Regions from separate parts of the Mus musculus genome. Here regions 1, 2 and 3 are each linked to region 4. Evidence: chromatin contacts called from public Hi-C and HiChIP or PLAC-seq data. All regions are on one chromosome and are shown on one strand. The core of a region is the stretch at or near the end of the contact, and the rest is flanking DNA. Distances in the headings are between cores, read along the strand shown. Region 1 holds the start of 5430435K18Rik (a long non-coding RNA gene). Region 2 has its middle 22 kb from the start of 5430435K18Rik. Region 3 has its middle 53 kb from the start of 1700028E10Rik. Region 4 overlaps Stard13 (StAR-related lipid transfer (START) domain containing 13).

Region 1 (2,700 bases), core at 86-2,585, 140 kb before region 4:
CATTTTATACTCTCACTATGCATGCATAGAATTCCAGCTTTATCACACCCTCACCAACACTTACCATCTTCTGATTTTAATAATAGTAGTTGAGTGCATGAGGCCATTATGGGTTTTACCTGAATTTTTGTAGCGATAATAATCTTAATCTTAGCAATAAGCATCTTTTTGTGTACTTGTTGGCCATTTACATCTCTCTAGATCTGTATCTCTCGACCTTCTGGCTGAGACCCTTGGGGGTAAAGCAGCTCTTTCACAGCGGTCACATATCAAATATTTATATTATGATTTATGACAGTAGCAAAATTACAGTTATAAAGCAGCAATAAAAATAATTTTGTGGTTAGAGGTCACTACAACATGAGGAACTGTATTAAAGGGGTGCAGATTTAGAAAGGTTCAGAACCACTGTTCTACATGAATGTTTATTAAATCTTTTGTTTAGGGGGATGATTTTGTTGTTGAATTGAAGGGGTTCTTCATGTGTCAGACATACTTTACAGACATTTCCTGGCACTGTGTAGGGTTCTGCATAGTTCTAATGGTAACCTTTGATAGAATAAGCAGTTTATTTTATAACTGCTAACACAGGAATTTTCTAACATAGAAATTTGCAATGCTCTTTGGACTCTCTCCACCTTTATATGATTTTATTTTAATTATGTATATGTGGATATGAGAGATGTGTGAGTGTATGCAACAGTGCCCACCAAGACCAGAAGAGGGCATAGATCTACCTGGAGCTGGAGTTGCAGGTGGTTTTGAACCACCCAATGTGGCATCTGGGAACTGAACTTGGATTCTCTGAAAGAACAGTACACAGCCCTAATTACTGAGCCAACTCTCCAGCCCAATATTTATATTTTTAATCTAATTCAAAAATAATGATGCATCGCTGTGCTTAAGCTGATGACAAAGTCTGACAAAATATAAAATAAGTTCGCTTTGAAGTTGTCAGCTATCAAGTCCAGAACTGAAGAAGTCCAAATATAACGGATCACACCCCCCGCCCCCCCCCCTCCCGCTCAAGTTTTGTCAGGGGAGACAAAGGAAACTGCAAACATGTGTACTGACAACCGCTTGCCATTGTCCTTGGGTTTTGAATCACGACTCTTCTACAAAGAGCCTTTGGATATTCCTGTTTTCCAGCAAGAAAGAGATGAAAAAAATTACTTATGGGGCAAGCATACGAACATTTCCATTGCTGAATTTAGCTAGGAGCTGTTCCATGGTCAAAAGATGAAAGAAAGCGAGTCTGAAGGAAGACTCGGGAAGGGTGTTTATAAGGATGCATGATGTACCCTGAGCGCTGGGTCCTGCTGGGTCCTGCTGGGTCCTGCTGGGTCCTGCTGGGTCCTGCTGGGTCCTGCTGGGTCCTGCTGGGTCCTGCTGGGTCCTGCTGGGACCTGCTGGTCTCTGCCGCTAGAGACATCAGTGAGCCCATAGCTGTGAGGCTTTAACAAGGAAGAGCTTGTGGGTTTTCGCAGTTTCTGAATCGTGTCGTCTGGCTATTGGATGGTCCAGGAAAGCACCAGAAGCTTGCCTTTGCAGTCTTTTTGTTTCTACCCCCTTCAGCGCTCTGACTTATTTTTAGTTCTATGGTTTTCTCCCACAAGTTACCATCAGGTCACGGAGTCATATGGGTTGTACTCTGCTGTCACGGTGTCCTCTGTACACAGAGCGTAATGGAAACTCTGATCACCCTAGATGGTGCCATTTGAAAGGATTACATTAAAACTCTGTTGAGCCATTGCCGCAGTGTCCTAACAAAGGGTCTGTTTATGCTATATATATATATATATTTTTTAACAATAGACATTCAGACAAGAGAAAGTCATTTGGAAGGCGCTTGAAATTGCCTTCCTGATGTCAATTTTATTCTGAATTGTAAAACAGTTCAAAAGAATGAGTCAAATAGAAATTTTAGTGCAAAACATTACTACTTCATGACTGTAGTTCACCAACAGAATTTCCATCGGGTTAATACAGACGGGAATTAATAATGGTTCATTCATGCACATACGTAGGCGTACTTGAAGGGTGTATGTGGGAACATTAACCACAGTCATATCTAGCTTTTTTGCCATGAGTCCCTCTTGACTCAGACTCTGACTTCTGATGAGTGATCCACTTGGAATGAACTCTTTGTGGCCTTTCAGACACACTAAACTGTCAAGTGTTCCTTCTTGTTCTTATCTAATGCTTCACGCTGCCTCACCCGACTCACCTCCAACTAAGCTGCTGCAGAATCGCTAACCTTTGTATCGCAAACTAACCTTTGTTTTGGGTCACTTATCTGATGAGTTTATAGTAAAATTAAAAAGGCACTTGGAAGAAGACAGCTTTCAATGGCACAACAGATGCTGCAGTAGAGCGGTCCCTGATCCCTGAGTTCTTACCCTTGGCTACCCCTGGAAAGCTACATAATGTCAGGTCAGCCCATCAAACTCACTATCACTCAGTGTTTTCTTCCTTTGCAATGAGAAACATGACAGAACTTGTATGGTTTCAAATATATTTTCACGGTGGAGGTCCCAATTTCAATTTAAATTTGTACATACTGATATTTTCTATTTCCAAGCTAAAAATTGAGATGTTGTAGTCGTAAAGACTTTATCTCCATTCAAATTCCAGTTAAAGCTCAAAGAAACGTAAAACAAAAGGCCCAGTCTCAGAAACAACTGCCACCTTTTATATTCA
Region 2 (2,700 bases), core at 87-2,586, 160 kb before region 4:
AAGAATAAAGGGAGAAAGAGACTGTGGCTGAGGGTCTGGAGGTAGCCAGAAAAGGCCTCCTGACTAAGAAAACATTTGAGCAGAGCTCTAAAGAAAGTACTGCCCTATGTTTTGAAAACACTCTCTCTCTAAAATAAATAAATAAATAAATAAATAAATAAATAAATAAATAAATAAAAAGATTTGTGCCTCTTAACTAGGAAAATAACTTTTGGATCTAGAACATTTTTTTTTCAGTAGAACATTGTTCTAGGTTGGGCTGGAGAGAGAGATTAACAATGCAGTGTACTGTGTCTACTACTCTTACAGAGGACCCATGTTCAATTCCCAGCACCTACATCAGGTGGCTCACAGCTGCTTGTAACTCCATCTCCAGGGGAATCTTGTAGAGACTTCTGCCCTCTGAAGCCACTTGCACTTGTAATATTTGCATACACACACACACACACACACACACACACACACACACCACAGAATTGAAGACTGTGGGCCTACTCAGACTTTCTCATGTGTGCAGGTAGCATGCATGCAGCCCCCCATACACCCCGTGAGTCTGACATGAGGAAGCATAATTCCTTGTATGGCAGTGCCCAGCATCTGATATCGATATTAATGTTTTCTGAGTCACAGACAATGCAAGATTTGAAGAGAAAAACAAGCTTGTTTCTGATCTGTTCCGTATCATGTTTGTGATTGGAATATTTGAGTAATGGAGAAGCCACACTTGTGTTGACATAGGAATCAGAAGTATCTACTAGTTTTCAAGAGAGACAGTACAGACCCTTTGATTTTTAGAGCAGAGATCTTGGCATCCTGTCCTTTGGCCTTAGACTTCTCCAGTATTCTGTGCAGTATTCATACGATGAAAGTTCCTTGGCTCATCCAGAAAGGTGTGTGTGTGTGTGTGTGTGTGTGTGTGTGTACATCTCTCTCTCTCTCTCTCTCTCTCTGTGTGTGTGTGTGTGTGTGTGTGTGTGTGTATGTATACACATTGGAGTCAGGCAGAGGAGAGGGGAGTGGGAAGCAAGCTGAACTTGCTCCAGCAAGCTCTCGCAGCCCCATCTTCCTCATGGCAGGCCACATGCCTCCCTGTACAGATGAGTGGTCACCATAAGAATCACAGAAGGAAATAAACACCATAACTCACCCAAAGCAGCACCTCTCCTACATGCCCATAGGGATACTCATTCTTAAAGATTGTGTACAGGGGTCTGCTTGGTTGTTGTTGTCTGTTGTCAGCACTTCCTGGAGGACGTTTGCAAACTCAGCTTGAAAATGGCCCGGTGACAGCCCCTTGTCACAGCCCTCAGCTACTGTGACTCATTCTTAGTCATGCCTGCAGGTTAAGGGGCATATCTGAGATTCTCTCTTCGGAACACTGCTGATTCCAAGTTACCACCCATGCATTCTAAACACACTCCCGTCCCAAAACATTGCTCCGTCCCTCACTCTGCCCCATACGTAGCAAAGGAGACCTTTACTTTGATCCATTCTGTTTGTTGGAGAGCACCTTTTTTGGTCTCTTGTTTTCAGAGAAAAAGACTTTAAAGGACACTGAGCCTGGAGAAAGAGTCACACCACTAAACAAACATCCCGCAACCTTCCTTTCTTTTCCTGATGCCTCGTTGACTTGTTTGTCCTGTTTTTCGCCCTCTTTGAGTTTGCTACTTACAACAGCATGCTCTGTGGTTCCTCACTTTCTTCATCTGTCTTCTGGGAAGTGCAGCAATGAGATGCCTTCCCCAGTACCTGTGATGCGCTGTATCCTTACCTCTATTTCAGCCTCTTCTGAGAGCTGCTGAGCATTGTTTGCACCAGTTATTTCACTCTTAAAGATGGAGGTTTGGGCATGCCTTGAGAGGACTCGAGGGGAACTTGCACTGGTCAGTCCTACTAATAGCACTTACAGAAAGACACTACATTAAACAAACAAACAAAAAGAACTTTGAGTGAGTCCAACATTGATTCTTTTATCCATACAGCAAGTAGAAGCTTGGTGCGTCTTAGCTTTATAAAGATGTAAAATGAATAATAATAGGTGTGGCTTTTACGGCTTGGTATCCAATGAACTGTATATTACTGAGGAAGTGTAACCTTAGGCTCCTCACACAGCAGTGGCGCTGTGAGACGAAGCCACATTGGGACACATTCTAGAATTCATGTCTGTGTTCTATCTCATTAGTGGCACGATGAAGCATAAAATATTTATTTCTAGCTTATTACCTTTCTTTTCAGAAAAAGTGCCATGGCATCTACAAGTTAATCAAAGATAAAGTATATTGTGTTGAAGTATTTTTAATATTAGCATGCACATCCATGATCTGAAAGTTTTCAGCACCACATACACAATTATTTGCCAAGCATTCCCTAAGCCCCTGGTTTCTGCCAGAATTATCCTAAAAATTATTCATTTGAAATATCATAATTTCCAAACAATCATTCTGAAGTCTACACATGCATACACAGACACAGACATACACATGTATACACACATACAAACTACATATCCTTATTTAGAAAAATCTGCCTACATTTTTATTTTTAAACTCCTTAGGATTTATTTTAACTATATGTATATGTCTAAGGGGATGTGGATGTATATACATATATGTGCAAGTATCCATAGGGTCCAGGTATGTAGCATCCGGATCTGGAGTTACAGGCAGTTGTGAGCATTCCTTCATGGCTCCTGGGGACCAA
Region 3 (2,700 bases), core at 89-2,588, 200 kb before region 4:
CACATAACTATACATTAGACTCATATATATTACCACAGTATTTATATGTGTGTACTACTATATACATATTTATTCATATTATGTGCACATATAAATACATATAATTTATTATATGAAAATATCTAAATAATTAAAGTTATAGTGGCAACAATAATAACTATATCATGAAGGACTAAGTTACTACTACACTATTACAATTTTTATAATATTGTCAAATACAAGTATCTTTATCTGAAATCAAAACGCATTATATTTAATATAGGAAGATTATTTTCCCAAGATGAAAACCAATGTAAATTATCCATTATGAAAGGAAAATGAGAATAAAATTAAAAGTTAAAGTTGTCTAGAACTTCTTCCTCCCCTTCCTGCCAAAGGTCCTGTTTAAAAGATGGAAACAAGGAAATACAAATGTTTAAATATTTTACCCAAAAATAGGAAAGCAAGTAATACACCAGCTGGCAATATTCATAGCCTAGGTCATTCTGCTCCCTGGAATGTCTTTGAGGGTTTCCTCAACAGCACCATACACAGAGGGTTTCGTGTATCGGATACATTATTTCTGTCAGAAGGCTAACGCCCAAGAGAGGCATTCCTTCTAGATATCCAAACGTTAGGGTTATGATAAAAAAAATACAATGTGATGGAATATGTGGTATTTCTAAATTAGCATACTCAATTATAATGTCTTTGGAATGTGGGAATAGTTAGATTTTATTATGTTTTTATCTTTTCATTACTCTTTAAACAGTTTGTCTGATTTATGCAGGGCTGTGCTAAAAATATCTGACATGGTTACACATGAAAGGGAGGCTCCCAGGGAGGCCCCAAGCTGAAGGAAGTCAGAAAATGGAGAGTCACTTAGTCATGTCCTGAGAGTCCCTGCCTATGAGGCTGAACGATGCTCAGTTACGCAGCACTGTGGACGCTGGAAGATTCTGCTGCGGGAACTTAAAGGAGAGTCACTCATGGGAATGTTAGTTCTCAGATTTCCTGCTGTGTGTACATGGTTTAGCGATATTTATTGGTGTGGCAATATGAGTGGCGACAGCTAGAGTACATCAAGAGCTCTCTATTTGACAACTGCCTTCAGTGGCCAGTTGGTCGCTCTTATTTTGGTGTGTGTGTGTGTGTGTGTGTGTGTGTGTGATGGAGAAGCATTGACTTCCATCTTTAACCGAAGGGGATTTTTGCTTAGTCTCCTCCATTCAGTTGCATTGTGCATCTTACTAGCCAATCCCTGTAGGGATTTTCCCACTGGTCACAGTCAGTGACCCAAGGCTGCGTGTCACAAGTAAGCTGTAAAAACCAATGCAGAAAGCTGGGGAGTCCTTAAACTCTGGAATGTCATGAGTCATAGTCACACAACCTGCCCTCTGAGCACTGCTTTACGCATTCTCTGTGTCTATCAGAGGCTTGCTAAACATGGGTGCTGTTACCAAGGATACAGCACTAGGAACAGAATTCCTGCTCTCCTGAAATTTAGACTAGATGAGGGAGAAAACCATAAATAAATTAAGCAAATATACACAATGCTGAATAGCAAATGCACAGGGGTTGGGGGCGAATCAAGCCAGAGTCAGGCAGTTGGCTTGCAATATAACAATATAATAGTGTTGTCTTAGTTATGATTTTACTGCCGTGAACAGACCCCCAAGACCAAGGCAAGTCTTATAAATGACAACATTTAATTGGGGCTTATAGCAGAATTTTCCCTGTCCAATCACTTTAAATATTAATACAACAAGAAGCCTGTGATTGGACAGGGAAAAGGGAGGTGGGGTGAAGAGTTTCAGAGACAGAGACAGAGGAGAAGGAAAGGGGGAGGAAGGAAGATGGAGGGAGAGGAAGACAATCCAGATTCCTTGAGGTTTTAAGTAGCCACAGATAGTTATGAATATCATAAAAGGATAGAATAGTTGTGATAGCTTGTCTAATGTAGGTGGGCAGCTTTTATCATTATCAACTGGCTCTGAAATTACTGTGTAGGCATCTTGTGAATTGAGAATTTATTGTTATATAAATATGACTGATTAAGCTTCTAGAGTTTTGATTTACTGGGTTACTGGGATTTGAGACTGCCGACCACAGAGGGTGGATGGCCGAGAAGGTACAGGAGGGCAGCTCCAAGGCAGACGAAACGGAGCTGGGAAGACTACCTCACAGAGGCTAGTCTAGTAGCTGGGTGTAACACAAAATATTGCAACTTTTTAAATATTTCCTACAACAGGGGCTGGCTTACAGGTTCAGAGGTTCAGTCCATTATCCTCAAGGCAGGAACATGGCAACATCCAGTCAAGCATAGTGCAGGCAGAGCTGAGAGTTCTATATCTTCATCTGAAGACTGCTAGCAGAATACTGACTTCCAGGCAGCTAGGACCAGAGTATTAAAGCCCACACCCACAAGGCCACACCTACTCTAACAAGGCCACACTTCCCAACAGTGCCACTCCCTGGGCCAAGCATATACAAACCATCACAAGTGGTTTCTTGTGAATACTGTATCACACATACACAGACATACTTGAGTATAGAAGAACTGAGTCTGGACTTTCCCTATTGCATAAATGTTTCCTGTGGAGACAAACATCAAATTAGCCCAGAGAGGACCCCAAAGGCAAACCAAAGAAATTATTTCCCCTGAGCCTAGTGAGTGAGTGAGATGCCTGAGATGACTTACAGGGACACAGGCAGGCAGTT
Region 4 (2,700 bases), core at 31-2,530:
AAATCTTTTAGGGATGTCAGTCCAACAGGAAACCCAGTGGTCTCCTGTAGCGCCTTCTGGGAACCTGCCACGACCTTTGGAAAATGTTGCTTAGTGATTCTACTTTCTCTCCTCATTTTTGCCAACAAGAAGTTCTATTTTTAGCAGAGTTTGGTAAACCCTTCCTTATAGATGTCCTTTCTCCACATCTTATTCTATGTGATTTAATTACCAGTTAATGCATTAATGCATATGTGTGTATGTGTATACATATAGAAGTTATATTAGAAACTTTTCTGTATTTTTATCTGTTATGTACAGTCTAGCTCCTTCAGAAGAATTTGGAAAAGTTCATAGTTATAGACAAAGACTGGAAACAAAAAATACTTGTTTCAAGTATCAACATCCTAATGCAAGACCTAGGTCGCCTCTTTTAACCTCCCTGATCCTTGGTCTCTTCCTCCTCCTGATGGAGGTGGTTAAATGAGCATTCTACATAATATGTTGGGCATCATGCCACAACTGAAATACCAACAGTAGCCACATAGATTTCTTTTAGCAGAATATTTGAACAGTTTATAGGAAGAAATTTTTGTTTAAAAGAATAATCACAGAAACTTTGTGAGCCTTATAAACCTTTCTCAAATGGAGTATGTTAAAGAGGACATTCCAGAATATGCCTTTTTGGAAAAGGGCAACATCTCAACAAATAAAGGAAGAGAGAACATTATGTTGTCAGGATATATTGTTAGCTCCCAAATAGCCTATTCCCTGTTTAGTAACTACCACAATTATTGTAAGTGTTTATATCCGGTCGAACCATAAAGTACCTTTGCGTGCTGTAAAACTTTTTCCTTTTCTGAGACAACTCAGGTGCAGTGTAGCCCTGTGTGCCTGCCATTGGTCAAGTGCAGTGGGAACAGAATAAACAGATAATGGGGGTCACAGATGCCTGCAAGTCAACTTCAGAGAAAGCCAGCCAAGGCCACAAGCACCTAGGCCTGTTTGCATGGCTGATTTGTCCAAGGCTATTTACTTACCTAGACACCCTAAGGTCTGTCTTAGAGTAACAGAATGACCTTTAAAGACACGACTTTACTCAGGGCCCACGTTCCGGCATCATGCCTTTATGCTTGCTTCTGTTAGAACTGGATCACAAAACAGGGAGCAATTAGAAATGTTACACTTCATCCCCAAATTGAGAAAGAATGCATCGGAGCTGGCCCTAGGGACCAAGAGGCAGCAGCTGAGCCTGCGGTTTTGTGGAGATTCTTAGCCTGCTATGTCAGAGACCACACTATGAAGTCATGTCAACCGCTGGGATCAAGGCTCATCAACAAAGCTTTCCGAGCAATGCAAGAGTCAGATAAACCTCAGCATTCCATGCTATTCCCTGGCACTCTCGGGGGGTTTTCCTTCATCTAGTTGGCGTAGGTGTGGCCATTGTCTACCCTCAGGCAGCCATGACAGAAGGACAAGGCTTATCTTCTCTGGAGTCTGTGACATTATCCCAGTGGCATGGGTGTCTCTGATTATATGTACTACATCAGAGTTTCATTTCCCAAATCACAAGATTCTCAGCCCTCTGCAAAGACTTTCGGAGCGCCTTCCTCTTCCCGGTAAGGCTCGATGTTGGGAAGGGTCAGGTTTTGCAGACAGTCACACAGCTGGCAAGCTGCTCTTTGGAGTCACTTCATTAGACCCCTCTCAACTCACCCCTGAAATAATAACCTGCCTTATCAAAGCCCTGCACTCTAGAAGGTCTTGTTCCCCTTCATCTTCTGACCTTATAAACTATAGACTGCGAGCAATAAAATCATTTTTAAAAAGTAGATTTAAATCATCTTAAAGTCACTCTTCTTGTGACCTTTAGCAGCTGTATCACCAAAGCTTTCCCAAGAAACGAACACTTAAAAAGATGAAAAGGTGGATATAATTTCTGACCTATTTTTGCTTTAGGAGCAATTCATGATGTGATCAAATATACCTTGCAAATTGTTTACAAATTTCCAAAGCTTTTTTTTTTTTTTATTTGAAATTTGCGTAATGCAGAGCATCGGAATGAAACTGAAGGTTTTGCTTCTGCTTTTGCTTTGATTAAACACTTCTTTCTGCATGGTTATATCAAGCATAGCAGGACCATCCCAGACCCACGTCCTTCACCGCTAGTCCATCACGGTGGCCAAGAGCTGCATGCTTAAAAACATTGGCCTTTTGGCTTTCATAGTTCATCTTTGTAATACATTTTATGCAAACCGCATTCTGGTTATTAAAAAAAAAAAATCCCAAGCTGGGACTCACTGCCCAGGATAGAACTTTAGCCAAAGAGGAATTCCTTAGCTTCACATATCACAGTATAGCTTACACAACAGGAAGCTTGTTTTCATCCTAAGGAGCACTGGGAAGCCAGATTCTAAAATAACAAAAAAGAAAAAAAAAAAATCTAGGGTCAGGTGCGGTCTGCCATTTTTACAATAACATTAAAAGGCTGGTTTCAGTCAGGTTTGTCACTTGCCTACTTCTCACTTGCCAAACCCCAGGGCACCGAGCATAGGCCAAACCAGGGTGAGCAGAGCAGCCAGCATCCTGAAACCAGGAGGGTTCAACTCCAGAAGGACGGCAGAGGTTCTGACTTTAAAAGCATCTAAACAATGCCTAAATATTTAGTACCTGATATTGCCTTAAGTATTTACCTAAAATAAGTAACACTTTTTATTTCTA

What was found. A called contact is a pair of places that touch in the nucleus more often than the background predicts. HiChIP or PLAC-seq counts read pairs in DNA pulled down with a chosen protein or histone mark.
Region 1: a Hi-C map of embryonic fibroblasts shows a contact between it and region 4, with 2.0 times the contacts expected there. The contact joins the promoter of 5430435K18Rik here to the enhancer-like site in region 4. A contact is called at or near these places in 3 of 39 promoter capture datasets (embryonic stem cells and epiblast stem cells), 4 of 484 Hi-C or Micro-C datasets (the MC38 cell line, Th1 cells and embryonic fibroblasts), 1 of 115 datasets of contacts at active chromatin or transcription factors (intestinal villus epithelium) and 2 of 9 other capture datasets (adipose tissue and pancreatic islet).
Region 2: a contact with region 4 is called in a FOXA1 HiChIP or PLAC-seq map of pancreatic cancer cells. The contact joins two enhancer-like sites. A contact is called at or near these places in 5 of 484 Hi-C or Micro-C datasets (the HL-1 cell line, embryonic stem cells and nephron progenitors) and 1 of 115 datasets of contacts at active chromatin or transcription factors (pancreatic cancer cells).
Region 3: a contact with region 4 is called in an H3K27ac HiChIP or PLAC-seq map of embryonic fibroblasts, with 2.2 times the contacts expected there. The contact joins two enhancer-like sites. A contact is called at or near these places in 1 of 484 Hi-C or Micro-C datasets (muscle stem cells), 1 of 115 datasets of contacts at active chromatin or transcription factors (embryonic fibroblasts) and 1 of 9 other capture datasets (liver).

Annotation. Positions count from the first base shown.
Region 1 is chr5:151,251,258-151,253,957 of GRCm38.p6, reverse strand. It overlaps 5430435K18Rik (a long non-coding RNA gene), which reads right to left and starts at 1,335. Exons shown (of 2, transcript XR_868755.2): 1 at 1,302-1,335. It also overlaps a transcript of Stard13 not described here.
Region 2 is chr5:151,273,092-151,275,791 of GRCm38.p6, reverse strand. It overlaps a transcript of Stard13 not described here. Among named protein-coding and RNA genes, the nearest start is that of 5430435K18Rik, 22 kb to the right of the region's middle. Within about 2 kb of position 1,336, at least 17 of the 459 cell types and tissues checked have an H3K27ac peak or open chromatin away from gene starts, as enhancers often do. A contact at or near this core is called in the HL-1 cell line and pancreatic cancer cells, where this site is marked.
Region 3 is chr5:151,314,594-151,317,293 of GRCm38.p6, reverse strand. It overlaps a transcript of Stard13 not described here. Among named protein-coding and RNA genes, the nearest start is that of 1700028E10Rik, 53 kb to the left of the region's middle. Within about 2 kb of position 1,338, at least 85 of the 459 cell types and tissues checked have an H3K27ac peak or open chromatin away from gene starts, as enhancers often do. A contact at or near this core is called in embryonic fibroblasts and muscle stem cells, where this site is marked.
Region 4 is chr5:151,111,476-151,114,175 of GRCm38.p6, reverse strand. The region is part of intron 1 of Stard13 (StAR-related lipid transfer (START) domain containing 13); the gene reads left to right. Among named protein-coding and RNA genes, the nearest start is that of Stard13, 77 kb to the left of the region's middle. Within about 2 kb of position 1,280, at least 56 of the 459 cell types and tissues checked have an H3K27ac peak or open chromatin away from gene starts, as enhancers often do. A contact at or near this core is called in the HL-1 cell line, the MC38 cell line, embryonic fibroblasts and 2 more, where this site is marked.